Regions from separate parts of the Zea mays genome. Here region 2 is linked to region 1. A link is a contact called in public Hi-C data. All regions are on one chromosome and are shown on one strand. Each heading gives the region's core, a stretch centred on a gene start, on an enhancer-like site or on the middle of the called end of the contact. The rest is flanking DNA. Distances are from core to core; before and after follow the strand shown.

Evidence for each region. A called contact is a pair of places that touch in the nucleus more often than the background predicts.
Region 2: a Hi-C map of ear shows a contact between it and region 1, with 2.1 times the contacts expected there. The contact joins the enhancer-like site here to the promoter of LOC100280981 in region 1. A contact is called at or near these places in 3 of 25 Hi-C or Micro-C datasets (ear, endosperm and tassel).

What each region holds. Positions count from the first base shown.
Region 1 is chr10:22,617,485-22,624,256 of Zm-B73-REFERENCE-NAM-5.0, reverse strand. It overlaps LOC100280981 (pathogenesis-related protein 10), which reads left to right and starts at 2,657. Exons shown (of 2, transcript NM_001153901.2): 1 at 2,657-2,876; 2 at 2,993-3,684. The coding sequence starts at 2,693. The coding sequence ends at 3,294.
Region 2 is chr10:22,696,153-22,702,924 of Zm-B73-REFERENCE-NAM-5.0, reverse strand. LOC100282607 (polygalacturonase) reads left to right here. Exons shown (of 6, transcript NM_001155515.1): 1 at 1-137; 2 at 461-778; 3 at 1,584-1,704; 4 at 1,801-1,975; 5 at 2,089-2,159; 6 at 2,444-3,505. The coding sequence starts at 126. The coding sequence ends at 3,123. Among protein-coding and RNA genes, the nearest start is that of LOC100282607, 3.4 kb to the left of the region's middle. Within about 2 kb of position 3,679, at least 12 of the 20 cell types and tissues checked have an H3K27ac peak or open chromatin away from gene starts, as enhancers often do. A contact at or near this core is called in ear, where this site is marked.

The sequences.
Region 1 (6,772 bases), core at 1,408-3,907:
GTCTGTACTTGAGCCGTCCACATTCAAGATGCGAGGGGAAAAGTTTTTTTTTCAAATAAGAATTGCTCCACAAATGCATGTGATGTCTGATGAACCTCTTTTTTGTAATTTGATCCGATACAAGAAAAAACAGTGAAAATGAATTTTGATAATATGGTTACAAAATACGGAGGATGATATATTGATGATACGATTTAGAAGACGCTGCTGCAGATGGTGAAGACTGAAGACGATGTATAGGATAATGTAAATTAGCGTGTACTGATAATATTCTTTTATAAGATGAAAATTAGAGTCGTTGCAGATGCTGCAGATGGTCCAAACATGCCTTCGATAAAAAGTCTTTAGCCCATATGTGCGGATGTGCCTTTCGTGGATGGCGCTCCAGCGCTGTTTTGTCAATGTGTGTTTACACCGTAATGCGTAATGTGAACAACTACGCGGCAACGGTTAGGCAACGGACGACTCTCACATTTTTTTCACACAATGAGACATCGGCGTGCATCTACGTCCAGCATTAACCTTTATGTTTAATTAATGCTTTTTTTTTGTCATCAGTCTTTACAAATCGTCGAGACTATTCTAATATGGGGTTTAGAAATCCGTTACATATATATAGTAGACGTGTAGATATAGAGCTATCACTACAGAACTGACATTCTTTGTCAAGTATCTCAAACACTACCGGACTGACATTTTTTTAATTGGATTCGTTGAGAATTGAATTCACGTTTTGTGATTGATGAGATTCGAACTAGCAATCCCTCTACACCACTATATCACTTATGTCTATATTACGTTTTTATTTCTCATTTATTATAACAAACCGAGAATAAATTGATCATTTGATGCATTAAATAAATTTAAACGAAAATGTTGTCAGCTGTAAAGTTGCATAACGTTTCAAGATCTATAACTTTCATATTGCTAATTTCTTCATCCGAGGTCGTTTACAAAATTTAAATTTCAAATTTGAAAACTCCAAACATATTTTTCTATGACAAGATGATTTCAAATCAAAAAATTATCAATTATAAAGTTTCATAACATTTCAAGCCCTACAACTTTTATTTTGGTTCTTTTTTCATTCTAGGTGGTTTGAAAATTTTGAATTTTAAAATTCAAATAAAGTTTTGCATACAAGATGATTTCAAACCAAAATGTTGTCAACTACAAAGTTTCATAACTTTTTAATACCTACAACTTTTATTTTGGTGTTTTTTTTCGTTTGAGGTCGTTTTGAAAATCCAAATTTTTAAATTCAGCCGTAGTTTTCGCTGACAAGATGACTTCAAATCAAAAAGTTGCCAACTACAAAATTACATAACGTCTCAAGATCTACAATGTTTATTTTGATTGTTTGGTCATTTATTTATCCCACATGTTGGTTCTAACATTATTCACAAATTTTATACATCTCTCTTGTAGTTTCATAAACTACGAGATATATAGTTTTTCTGAACAAATTTACTTTGATTTTGTCATATGAAGAAATGACCAAAATATAAATTGTACATCTTGATGAGTTATACAAATTTGTAGTTGAAAACGTTTTCATTTGAATTAATTTACTGCTTCAAAATAATATTTTTAAATTGTCTTTGCCTAGTATTGAGAAAAACACTCGACAAAGAAACACTCGGCAAAGAAACCTTTTGCCGAGTGTTTTTTGTTAGGCACTCGGCAAAGAACTTTTTTGCTGAGTGCCCGAAACAAAACACTCGGCAAATCATTTGGCACTCGGCAAAGAGCCGTATTCCGGTAGCGCGTACGACCTAAATCTATACTCTTTTGATGTTATCACAACATTTTTGGGCAATTTTTTTTACTAATAGTTTTTTCGGAATTATCGATGAATTATGAGGTCTATAATGTATTTAGAAACATCAAATGGTTTAGCAACTTTATGGATTGAGAAAAAATTATTAGATGAGTCTTCAGACCTTTAGATACTAAAAGCCAATATATTTATTTTCGAACTATATATTAATTTTCCATGAGATCATATTTTTAAGAGCTTTATTACATGAGAGATTGTTTTAGAAATAACTGCTTTTAGATAAAAACAACTTAAACAGCTCGAGAAGCTGTGTCAAACGGGTGCCTAACAACTGTCTGGCTGTGTATATATACACACATTTGACGTCAACGCTCTCGTATGATCAGCCTTATAGAATCCCATGTGCGCTGCATGCTCTGCAATAATCCAGCAGCCTACCCAAATCCTTGTGGACAAGGGGCGGACTTAGCGGGTGGTCCATATGGTCCACGGCACACCCTAAGATCACATAAGTGTAGTTAGCATAGTGGTACAAGTGCTATATTTTAAACTTGGTGGTCAAAGTTCGAGTCTTGTTGATCCTTATTTTTTATTTGTTTTTTTATTTTTTTTCTTGGCACACCCCAAACATAGCAGCTGGGCACATAAAAGCTAAGCTTACTGGGTACTGGCCAGTCTTTCTATGAATTTTATTTTTCTTCAGCACCTGTACTATTCTGTACCTCTCCGAACGAATTCTCTGAAATTTTCTCGCGGTCAAACCACGTGATCTCGTGGTCCAAGATTTCCACGTCACCAAGCTCCGGTCCAACCGCGCAGCCACATCTATATAATAAGTAGTTCTTGATCGTGTTCGTGCAGTGAGCACAAACATAACAGTCTTACAGTACGTAGCAGCAGCCTAGCACGACGATGGTGTCCGGCAGCATCAGCGAGGAGATCGCCGTGGCCGTCCCGGCGGAGCGCATGTGGAAGGTGGCCTTCGCCGAGACCAAGTCGGCGCTCCTGCCCAAGGCCTGCGCCGGCTACGTGGACGCCGTCGAGGTCGACGGCGACGGCGGGCCCGGCAGCGTCACCACCATGAAGCTTAACCCATGTACGTACGTACGTAACTGAACTAGCTAGCTAGCTAGCTAGCTAGGCCATTATTTGTTGCGCCACCATGCATGCGCACCAGCCCTGAGGATGCCGCCGGCCGGCCTTTTTTCGCAGCGCTGGGTGAGAACAAGACGCTCAAGAGCCGCGTGGTGGCGTTGGACGCCGCGGCGCGCGTGGTGAGGACGGAGGTGCTGCAGGGCGGCACGGTGAGCGCGCAGCTCAGGACGCACTTCGCCGAGATCAGGGTGGAGGCCGCCGGCGAGGGCGCCTGCGTCGCCAAGGTCAAGGTTGACTACGAGCGCCTCGACGGCGCGCCGCTCGCGCCCGAGGACGAGGCCAGGCTCGCGCAGGGGTACGTCCGCCTCGTCAGGATGGTGGAGGCATACCTCGTCGCGCACCCCGACGAGTTCGCCTGAGCCGCCACCTTTCCTACGTACGTGTATGATCATGCCATATGGCCGTGAGTGTTTTGGTTTGGAATAACGGGAGGAAAGGCTCCTCTGTTTGGTTGCTTCAATTCGCTTCGAATCGAGTATAGACCGACGTTTGTGAGTTGGTGTATCCGTGCTGCTACAAGTGTGTCTACATCTATGGTCTATTTATCTACATGTTCTTTTGTTTGTTTGCTTCGCTGTGCACTGTGAGGTCGCGTATAGACGTATTGGTTGTGTTGCAAAGAATTTGTTAGATATTAAGATCGATAATAATGTATGTATTTATTCGTTTTTATGTAATTGTTGTGTTTTAAAATTTTATCGAATATTTATATGTAGTCGCAATGCTTGTGTATTGTATTGGTTTGTGTTATGCTTGGGTGTGAGGTCATCCGTCATGCGTGTTCTTCTATCTTCGAAGTGCCTTCGAGTTGTGGTGAAGAAGGAATACACTGATTAATGTAAATTATTTCTTCATTCGAAAGAGGCCTTCCAGTTGTGGTGAACTAGAATGAAATCAACCAATGCGTGGAGGGTGAGCCAGTGGATTGAAGACTATGGGAGGCTCATCTTAAAATTGCTCCATTGCCCTTTTAGGGCTGGAAAATGGGTATATCGAGAAAGGGATTTTGGCCCACTCAATCCCCTCCATTACCCTTGGTCCCAAACGAGGTCGGGGCCTTATCATGTCGAAAGCGATGGTTGGCCTGTCAAAAGAGCTTCACTAAGGATGGTTGATCTTGTCATGTGGAGCTTCACTATGGAGATTAAAGGCGCTAGCAAGCCTGAGGAATCCCAACGACCGATGTCGCTCGGTCCGACATTCCTAAGAATCTCAGCAAGAGTGGCCTCGAGATCACGGGATGATGTCACTCGGTCCGATGTTCCTAAGGTTCGTTAGAGCAACAAACGATATGAGGGCAACATGACCACGAAAACCCAAGGATGCCCAAACTAGAATAGGGCAACCAAAAGCACGATATATAGACGTATGAGCATGGTCTCATCACCCGCCACGACCCCTCATCCTTCCACGACAATCTGGATACATCCTTTAGTGATGGTCCCTTGGAGCCAGAAGGCCAACTTATGGGCATTTTATTAAAATATAAATTCATCCAAATATATAATTAGGCAAATAAAATTTACATGGATTATAAAAATAAATGATGCACTACTAGTCTTCGTAATCTTTCTCTTCCACCACTTCTTTTTCATCTAATTTTAGTTGCTTTATCAACGTTTTAAGACTAACTTATGGTCTCTTTCCGTGTCTTCCATGTCGGTGATGGATCGATCTAGCAATTTATTGAATTACTCAAATAATTTAGTTTATGTAACCTCTAGCGAGCCGTCGAGGTTAAAAACCCCATGTCCCAAGTCCCATGGGTCACAATGTGTAAAATCGCTTCAAAGAGGCCCGAAGGAGGCCCAACTAACCATCGAGCATGAGCAGATTGCTGTCAACTTTGCAGGGTGATGTCCGCCTCTAGCCCTAGTGCGAAGCAAGGGTGTGTAAGAGTCGGACGAGACAAAATAGGGTTGAGTGAATCATACCTAGCCTAAAGGGGTGTCAGACGTAAAAGGCAAACCAAATGCAAACCATATACGTGCCAGAATCCAAATCACATACACAACGATTACATAAATGTCACATCATTGCACAGTGCTCGAATAATATTTAAGCATAAGTAAATTACTATAGACCATAGTCATTGTTGGGGGCCTTCCTCTTCCGAAGATCCTAAAAAACATGACTAACCAATTGTTTCTAGCGTACTATTGAATATTACAGGAGTTTCGTCATAAGAAAAGCTTTGCTGTGATGAGGATCTTCTTCCCTGTCGAAGGTCCTCGAGACAAAGACATTGTCTAAGACCAGTAACAACGAATGTCGAAGCTGCAGCCAAAGGACGACGACTTCGGCTTAAGGCGACAACGAAGGTCAAACATGATGCCAAGCCGAAGAGGAAAAGGCTAGCTAATCCCTGATGTTTTATGTCACAATTATGGCTATATGTTAAGGTCATAAATGTATTTTTACTCGGGCTGCGTCCCGTGCCTATAAATAGGTGAACAGTGCCCCCATACTATTCACGTTGGATGGTAATTGCTCTCGCGTCATCACCTTCAATCAAGCCGAAGGTATCAATGTAATATAATTTCGGTTAATGTTCATGTATATAAACACTATGAAATAAATATATGAAGGAATAAATAAATGAATAACATCTATTGTCTTCATGAACTCATATTCCCATAAGTGATGAAGGTGTGACCTTCGTCTGAAGATCATTATATCCGAAAGAAGATAATGCTTCGGAGGATGAAGGTCCTTAATATTTAACAATTGTGTTGCCTTGTTCTTGATTCACAACGTTTGAGAACAAGTGACCAACAGTCATAGACATCGCATAGTTCAAAGTGCATAAACGAAAAAGTAACTAATTAAAGGGGCCTCCCACATGCATTTGACTGGGAGATCGCTTGCCTAGTCTTCAAACTCATTGAAGTCTTGGAATTCCTAGAGATCCACTTCAACTCCTTGTTCTTCTCTTGGGCAGTGGTTGAGTCGATGGCAACCTAGTGTTTATGTGAAAGCAAGGGTGCATACACATCATACTCAACAAGTGCCCTATTTGACTAACGTGGACTAGCTTTATATGGAATTTGGTTGATAACAAGTTGCTTTTACTTCATCAGGTATATATTTATTATTAATGTAAGCCAGGTTTTAACATCTATCCCGAAGTTACCAAACCACAAGTCATTTCCTCCTCGAGTAACATCATTGCTAATATCCACGATCACACCATAACGAAAACCATAATATCACTAGTCAAAGAGGATCCCAATGCCGCTCTTAACCGTGAGCACAACTGATATACCAGTTTTGATTTACCCTCTATAGAGGTTGCACACTTTGCCCATGAGCCATGATCCCTTTTGCCTTGGGTTGTATAGACCCTTAAACACTTCCAAGGTGAGTAAGCAAGGTTTCACTATGTAGCCTTTATAAAGATTTACTAGAGGTATAGCCACCCATTAGGACTGATTTGGTGACCAGGTAAATGGTGGGGATCCATGGGGGAGGAATCCCCTTGCTATTCTCAGGTGGTCACTCTACGAATCGGTCCTTACGGAGAAGCACTCGGGACACTACCTAAGCCTCCTTACGGTGAAGCACTTGGGATAGCACCCAAGCCTCCACAAATCTATCAATCCATAACCATAAGATGAAACATTATATCTCAATATGTATCTCATCATGTTAATTAATTAAGTTCAAGTGCTTGCATAGAAGCTAAACATCACAACCCCTTCCCAAAAGGTAAATAAGGACAAGGAAAATAGGAAGCTAGTCATCCTAAGGTTGATCATGTTGTGCGGGAAGTAGGTTCACTACAACCTTCTATGCCTTCTATGACATTAACATTACGTCACAAACAATAGTATTTTT
Region 2 (6,772 bases), core at 2,430-4,929, 78 kb before region 1:
CTCTCCAATCCCAGGCGAATCCCTCGTCTTCTTCGACCGCGTGTCGGAGCTTCATCTTCTCTGGTCCGCCTGCCCTGATTTGCCGCTCCGCTCTCCCCCCCTTCCGCCGGAAAGGGGGGAAATTGATGGCGAGGCTAGTAAGTATGTCTGATCACTGTGCCTTGTCGAACCCTCCGTGCCGTGGGTTTCCTCCGCAGGGGAGCCTCTTTTCTTGCTCGCCGTGGCCTCCCGCGAAATGGGTTCTCTGGGATTGTCGCATAGTGCCGTGTTCCTGCTAGGGGGATGCCCGGGTCTCGATTCGCTCTGCTCTCGTCGCCGCAAATCGGGATCTTCCTGTGCGCGCGTGACGCGTCCCTTGAGATCTTGCGCGTATTGATTGTGTAGCTTCCGTACTGGATTGACTCATGGGAACAGCGCTAGTACTGAGCACTGACTGGCTATGGCTCCGTGCTGGTTGCAGGTGGCTCTGGCATCGATGGTGGCAGTTCTGGTACTCGGCCTCGCCTGTGCAGAGGCGGAGCCACAGTGCACGCGGCGCCGCCCGCCCGCGCCGCCGCGGCCGCACAGCGTGACGATCACCGAGTTCGGGGCCGTTGGTGACGGCGTCACCCTCAACACCGTGTCCTTCCAGAACGCCGTCTTCTACCTGCGCTCCTTCGCCGACAAGGGCGGCGCGCAGCTGTACATTCCCAGGGGCCGGTGGCTCACCGGCAGTTTCAATCTCACCAGCCACCTTACCCTCTTCCTGGAGAGTGGCGCTGTCATCGTTGGCACGCAGGTTGTTGTCCACCTCAATTTTGCAATTGTTTTCTCTCTCTTCTGTCCGCGTGAGCATTTTGCTGTGTCATTACTTGTCCAATTCCGTTCCGTAGAGCATAGGCAGCTGGGTGTTTAGGATGTTGTTTGGCCATCAATTTTCGATTTGCATTTGCATTTGCATTGAGAGTTGCTAGCAACGCAATGGCCAGCCCATGCCACCATTTGTTTGTTTGGATACGGTTGGTGGAAGATGTCCTACTGGAGCGATATTTTTCCAGCCTTCCTGGTAAACCTCATAGGTGAGGCTTCTATTTCTAGGATTTAATCTGAAAATATTTTGCTTGGGAGTGAGGTATATGTTTTGTTCTTCCATATTTTCGTTAAGTACTACAACGTTCCATATTCTTTCGGATCTTTGCTAGCGTAATGGTATGCGACTTTGCTAATCAAGACAGGAGCACTAGATGATGGTGACACGTAGTTATCGATGTGAGGGGCAGTAGCTAAGGAAAGACAAATACCATTTGCATTGATTTGAAGTCAAGCTGCTTTATGCACTGGGCTGATTGAGATTGTTTGTCTGTAATATATAGTTTTCTGCATGGTGAGGACATGTCTAGTATCTGTTCCATTGCATGCTGGTGAAGTTTTGTTTGTTCGGAAAGAGCAGTCTAAGATCTTTAATAGGCGTTGCAAATCTTTGAACATTGAAAGGAACATATTTTGTATGCATTTCACTTTTTCTCCTTATAGCTGTGAAATTAGATGCCTTATCGTAAGTTAAACATTTAAACTAACTGTAAGCACTTGTGTTTTTACTTCAGGACGTTTCACAGTGGCCTGTTGTCGAACCTTTGCCATCATATGGACGAGGAATGGACCTTCCAGGTTCGAGGCATCGAAGCTTAATAAACGGGCAGAATCTAGTTGATGTTGTAATTACGGGTAAATGAAATCTTAAAGCACGCTTGGTTTGAGACATATCAGTATTTTATCTAGTAGTTATTTGATTTACATACTTAAAGAACACACTTCTTTCAGGAAACAATGGAACAATCGATGGCCAGGGTTCTACATGGTGGAACTGGTTTCGTTCGAATAAGTTGAACTATAGTCGCCCTCATCTTGTGGAGTTTGTGGACTCTGAGCAAATCGTCATTTCGAACATAACATTTTTAAATTCCCCTGCTTGGAGTATACATCCAGTGTATTGCAGGTACGCTAACATTGTTTGCAACTATAGAATCTGCTCTGCTCTGTCCTGCTAGATTTTTGAGACAGAGATTGTCAAAAATTACTTACTGACATGTTTCCGTTGTTTTCCATCAGCAATGTAGTGGTCCATAGTGTCACAATTCAGACTTCATTGGATGCTCCACTTAATCATGGAATCGTTCCAGGTAACGCAGCACTTGATCATCATGCATTCCTTACCTTAGTCAAAATCCATGTGACCGGAACATTTTTTTGGATATGTATCCTGAGTATCATCTACTTAAAGTATGTCTTAACTGAGACAAGTTATACTAGCCAGTTTCAGTTGTGGCTGTGTACTTGGTGGAGACAGCAAATTATTCTATGCTCTACGTTTAACATTTTAACCCATCACCTGAGGTGATTCGCCGCAGAACCATGGCCAAAACCTGATCCATTCCTCTCTGCGTATGTGTTTTTTTTTCTGTAGATTCATGCTCAAATATGTGCATCGAGGACAGCAGTATCAGTGTTAGCCACGACGCCATATCACTAAAAAGCGGGTGGGACAAGCAAGGCATTGCTTTCGGGAGGCCAACCTCAGACATCCACATAAGCAGACTGGATCTGCAGTCCTCACTGGGCGCCGCTCTCGCGTTCGGGAGCGAGATGTCGGGCGGGATCTCGGACATCCATGCGGACCGCCTCCTCATCCACTCTTCGTCCAGAGGCGTCTTCTTCAAGACCGCGCCGGGACGCGGAGGCTATATCAGAGACACCGTGATCTCAGACGTCCAGATGGAAGACGTCGACGTCGCCATCGCATTCACCGGTGACTGGCCAAGCCACCCAGATGACCAGTTCGACCCGGCCGCGCTCCCGGTGGTCAGCCACATCACCCTGAAGAACATGACTGGAACAAGAATCTCGGTCGCTGGCGTTTTGTCAGGAATCGCCGGCGACCCGTTCACCGACATCTGCCTCTCCAACATCAACTTCTCACTGGCCGATTCGGCCAGTCCCACCTCCCACTGGTCTTGCTCCAACGTCTCCGGATACTCCGAGCTGGTCTTCCCCGAGCCTTGCCTGGATCTGCAGACCCAATCCTCAGACGCTTCCGTCTGCTCCACCCTCCCTAGCTTCCACGCCGCCGCCATTGCAGCAGCGTAAATGCACAGAGAGTACAAAGTGTCCATCCTTTTTCCTGTTCCCGGTCCCCTGTACACTTCAGAGGATCTCTCAAGCCGCCTTTTCCTCCCCCGACAATTCTTTGAAGCTATAGGCGCGCCCCTGTCGTTGAAGAAAAGAATCGTTCACCGTTTTTCTCCGGCCGTCGGCTTCGAGGGCTCAGCTGCATCGCCTTTCTTGCGGGAGGCAAGCCTGGCGGCGGACGGTCGACATCGAGCTGTTAATTTGCTTGTACAGTTATGATTTCTTCATTCAATCTGTAAGAAGGAATTTTTGTGGTAGTAGAGGGTTGAGTCGAGTCCAGAGAGTTGCTTCATACGATTGTCGATTTGGTGAATAAAACACATGATGAATTCATGATCCAGTGGCTCTGTATACATCCTGTCATCCTTGTGGGTACATCCATCCATGATCCATCCAATCTAACAAACAACCAGTACACCAACACCTCACATGTTCTCGTGGTCCTGGGTTCCCCAGGCTGGCAGGCGCCTGCGGAATGTAGCCAGGCCAGGGGCCAGGCCCTCGCTCCCGTTGCTGCCAAACAAATTGGCGTCCGTCCATAGAGTTTGTTAGATGACCGAGCATGGCCATGGCCTACTGGGGGCCTGGGGGTGGGGGCGGTTTCATTGGCTTCGCTTTGTCGCCATGCAGTGCGGCGGGCGGGCCGCTGAGCTGGCGCCGTCTTGGGCGGTCGCCATTTGCGCAAGCTCCAGGCTCCAGCCAGCATTCGCATCTGCTTTGCGGTCACTTGCAGTTGCAGTGGACGGTGAACAGAACCATCACGGGAGCTGGCACCGATGATTAGCTAGCTGGTCATGCTGCTGGCGCTTGTTGTATATCTATTACGTGTTGTTCGGTTCCACTCAACAAAGTTTAGTCAATACAACATCGAATGTCTAAATGATAATTACATATATTAAATATAGTTTAATTACAAAACTAATTGTAGAGATAGAGACTAAAAGATGAGATAAATTCATTAAACTTAATCGAGATTATATTTAATAGATATTCAAACATTGGATACATGGACTAAACTTCAGTAGGGTAGCATGTGAAAGACTGAAGCAGCAGGTGCTGCATGACCCCAAAATGCCATGAAAGGCTCAGTGAACCTTGTCTTGGAACACGGGCTGCTGGTACCGAAGCTGCTGTTGGTGAGCAGGAAGCAGAATGTTACGCGAAAACTGAACACCATTGGATACCGTCATACCGAGCAGCAGATGCTCAGCCTCTGATTAAAAAAACAAAAAAAAACAAAACTGAACAGAGCTGACCATGTCATGTGCTGCAACATGTCGTTGTATCAGCTAGCGCAAGATCCATCCATCCAGGCTGCTCAGATGGCTGTGCTGCAGAGTGCAGCAGGCTTTGTTGAATGCAGTCAAAGCAGGGAGCGGACGGGATGCTGTGGACAGGGGCAGCTGGGCGTGACAGGCTCAATCAGTCCCCCTGACATGTGCCAACTGAGGATTACTGTTCCTGTGGATCTTCAGTTTTTACAGCTGATGAGATAAGAACATAACTGCTAGTAGTAGTAAGGATATCTCCTATTTTAGACCTCACTTTATAAACACAATAGTCTATAATGCAAACCAATGTTTTATACGGCTATATGCACGATCCGCTGAGCACAGTCTAACAAGTTGTTTCTTCTATCTCTATTTAAGAACTCCGTTAGAGTATCTTCCACCTAGAGATAGCAATACGACGATGGATATTTACTCCATTAGACGATGTGTATAGACTAAATATCCTATCATAGGTCTTTGTTAGACAAAATCCTTCACTCAATGGGTATGTAGATATTGGAACGTTCCCGCATTCACCCATACTCATTATCCCATGAGTATAAAACATCATGTATCACTATATCAAACCCATGGATGATTGGTTCAAAACCTACCGTTTTTGTGTAAGGCGTTATTTTGGTACAAGTTTAATCTTTGTTGTTACGAGTGATCCGACGGGTGACTTTGACTTATATGAGTGTACGAGAGAAAATTTGTACCCACTAGTGGATATGGTGATCCGACAGATATGTTTTTATTTGTGGTGGATATATGTATGAGATGCAGAACCTAGCAAGGATTTAGCCGTTGTCATCTCTACTTCAGCCAGAAAATATGATCACTTTAAAAAAAACAGTGTGGAGGTAAAAACGGGTGTGCGAGCGTGACCTTTGCAATGATATGCGTCGGGCCAATTGGACGACAGACAAATACGGGACCAAAGAGCAGTACATACAGGACGGGGGGCAGGCATCCAAGAATTTCTTCAGACCGTAATCAATATTGGTCATGCATAATATAAATGCTCTCGTGAGATTGTAGTATTCCAGTCCTCTGCCGGCATGATGCTGTAAACACCGCTGCAAACCCTCTCGTTTACAGCTCCTCATATGATGAGGGCTTACAAGAATAGAAATCGGAACCTGTCGCTTCACTGTTTGATCATTGTTTTTCTCTCTTCTTTCTGCAGGTGATGAATGTGAGGGACTATAAATGAGAAGATTTGCAGCAGGAAGCATAGAATTTTTTCCCACATAAAAATGCACAAATCGTCATATTGGTCTGGTCGATTATTCTTACCCTAGTGTTATCTTAAACATTAAACGGTAAACAGTCGATCATCCTCTATTTAACCGGACTACATGGACGTTTAAATGGACTAAAAATTAAATTATATAGGATTAAACGGCATAAATGGCCTAAAAGGTTAGCTACCGAATAGCATTTAAACGACGTTTAAACGGTCTAGGATAACAGTGCCTGCGAAAAAAATCCGTCCATGATGGTGTAAAATTCACGTTGAGCACCGCCCCGTGCCAGTGACGGGCATGCAAGAAATTTATGCGTCTTTCCATACAATGTTTTTTTTGGTATTAACAATCAGAACTAAAGAGTTTAATTCTTTAGTTTAGATTGGTAACACCAACCAGAACTAACGTAGATCTTTTAGTTCAGGTTAGTGTTATCAATCAGAAGCAAAGGTTCTCCAACGCTTAAGAACCTTGGATACGAGATTAATGCTCATATTAGTCCTAGCTCTCTGGCCAAAAACCATATTTCTAGGTTTATCAAAATCATTTTTTATGCAATCATATCTCCTCTCTTCTATTTGTATGTACTTAATCTCATCATATCTTAGTTTTCTGCGTAGGCATAGTTTCTTCTGTATAGAAACAAATTTTCTCTCTTTTCCTTAATTCTGTGTCACACATAATTGCCACCTTCTTATTTAACGTTCATAGAAATAATATAATTTTAATGGGTTGGGACAGACTTTTATAGTATAAAACATAAAGTCATAAGTGGATTGATCTGCAAACTAATGTAGGGCCAGTTTAGGAATGCAGTTTTGAAATACTATAGTTTTGAGATACTATAGTTTACAATTATACATGACATAAATACTATGGTATTACTTTACCATAGTAAAACTACAATATTGCTCAAAACTGAGATCTGTTTGGTTCTATTGGAAAAACAAAGTATATGTAGAGAGAAGAGAAGAAAACTGAGGTCCTGAGTGGAGTTTCAAAAACTCCAAAAATACCACAGTTTTGGATAAACCATGATATTTAAAACTGAGTTTTGACTGTACAAACCAAACACCTTTTGAGCTA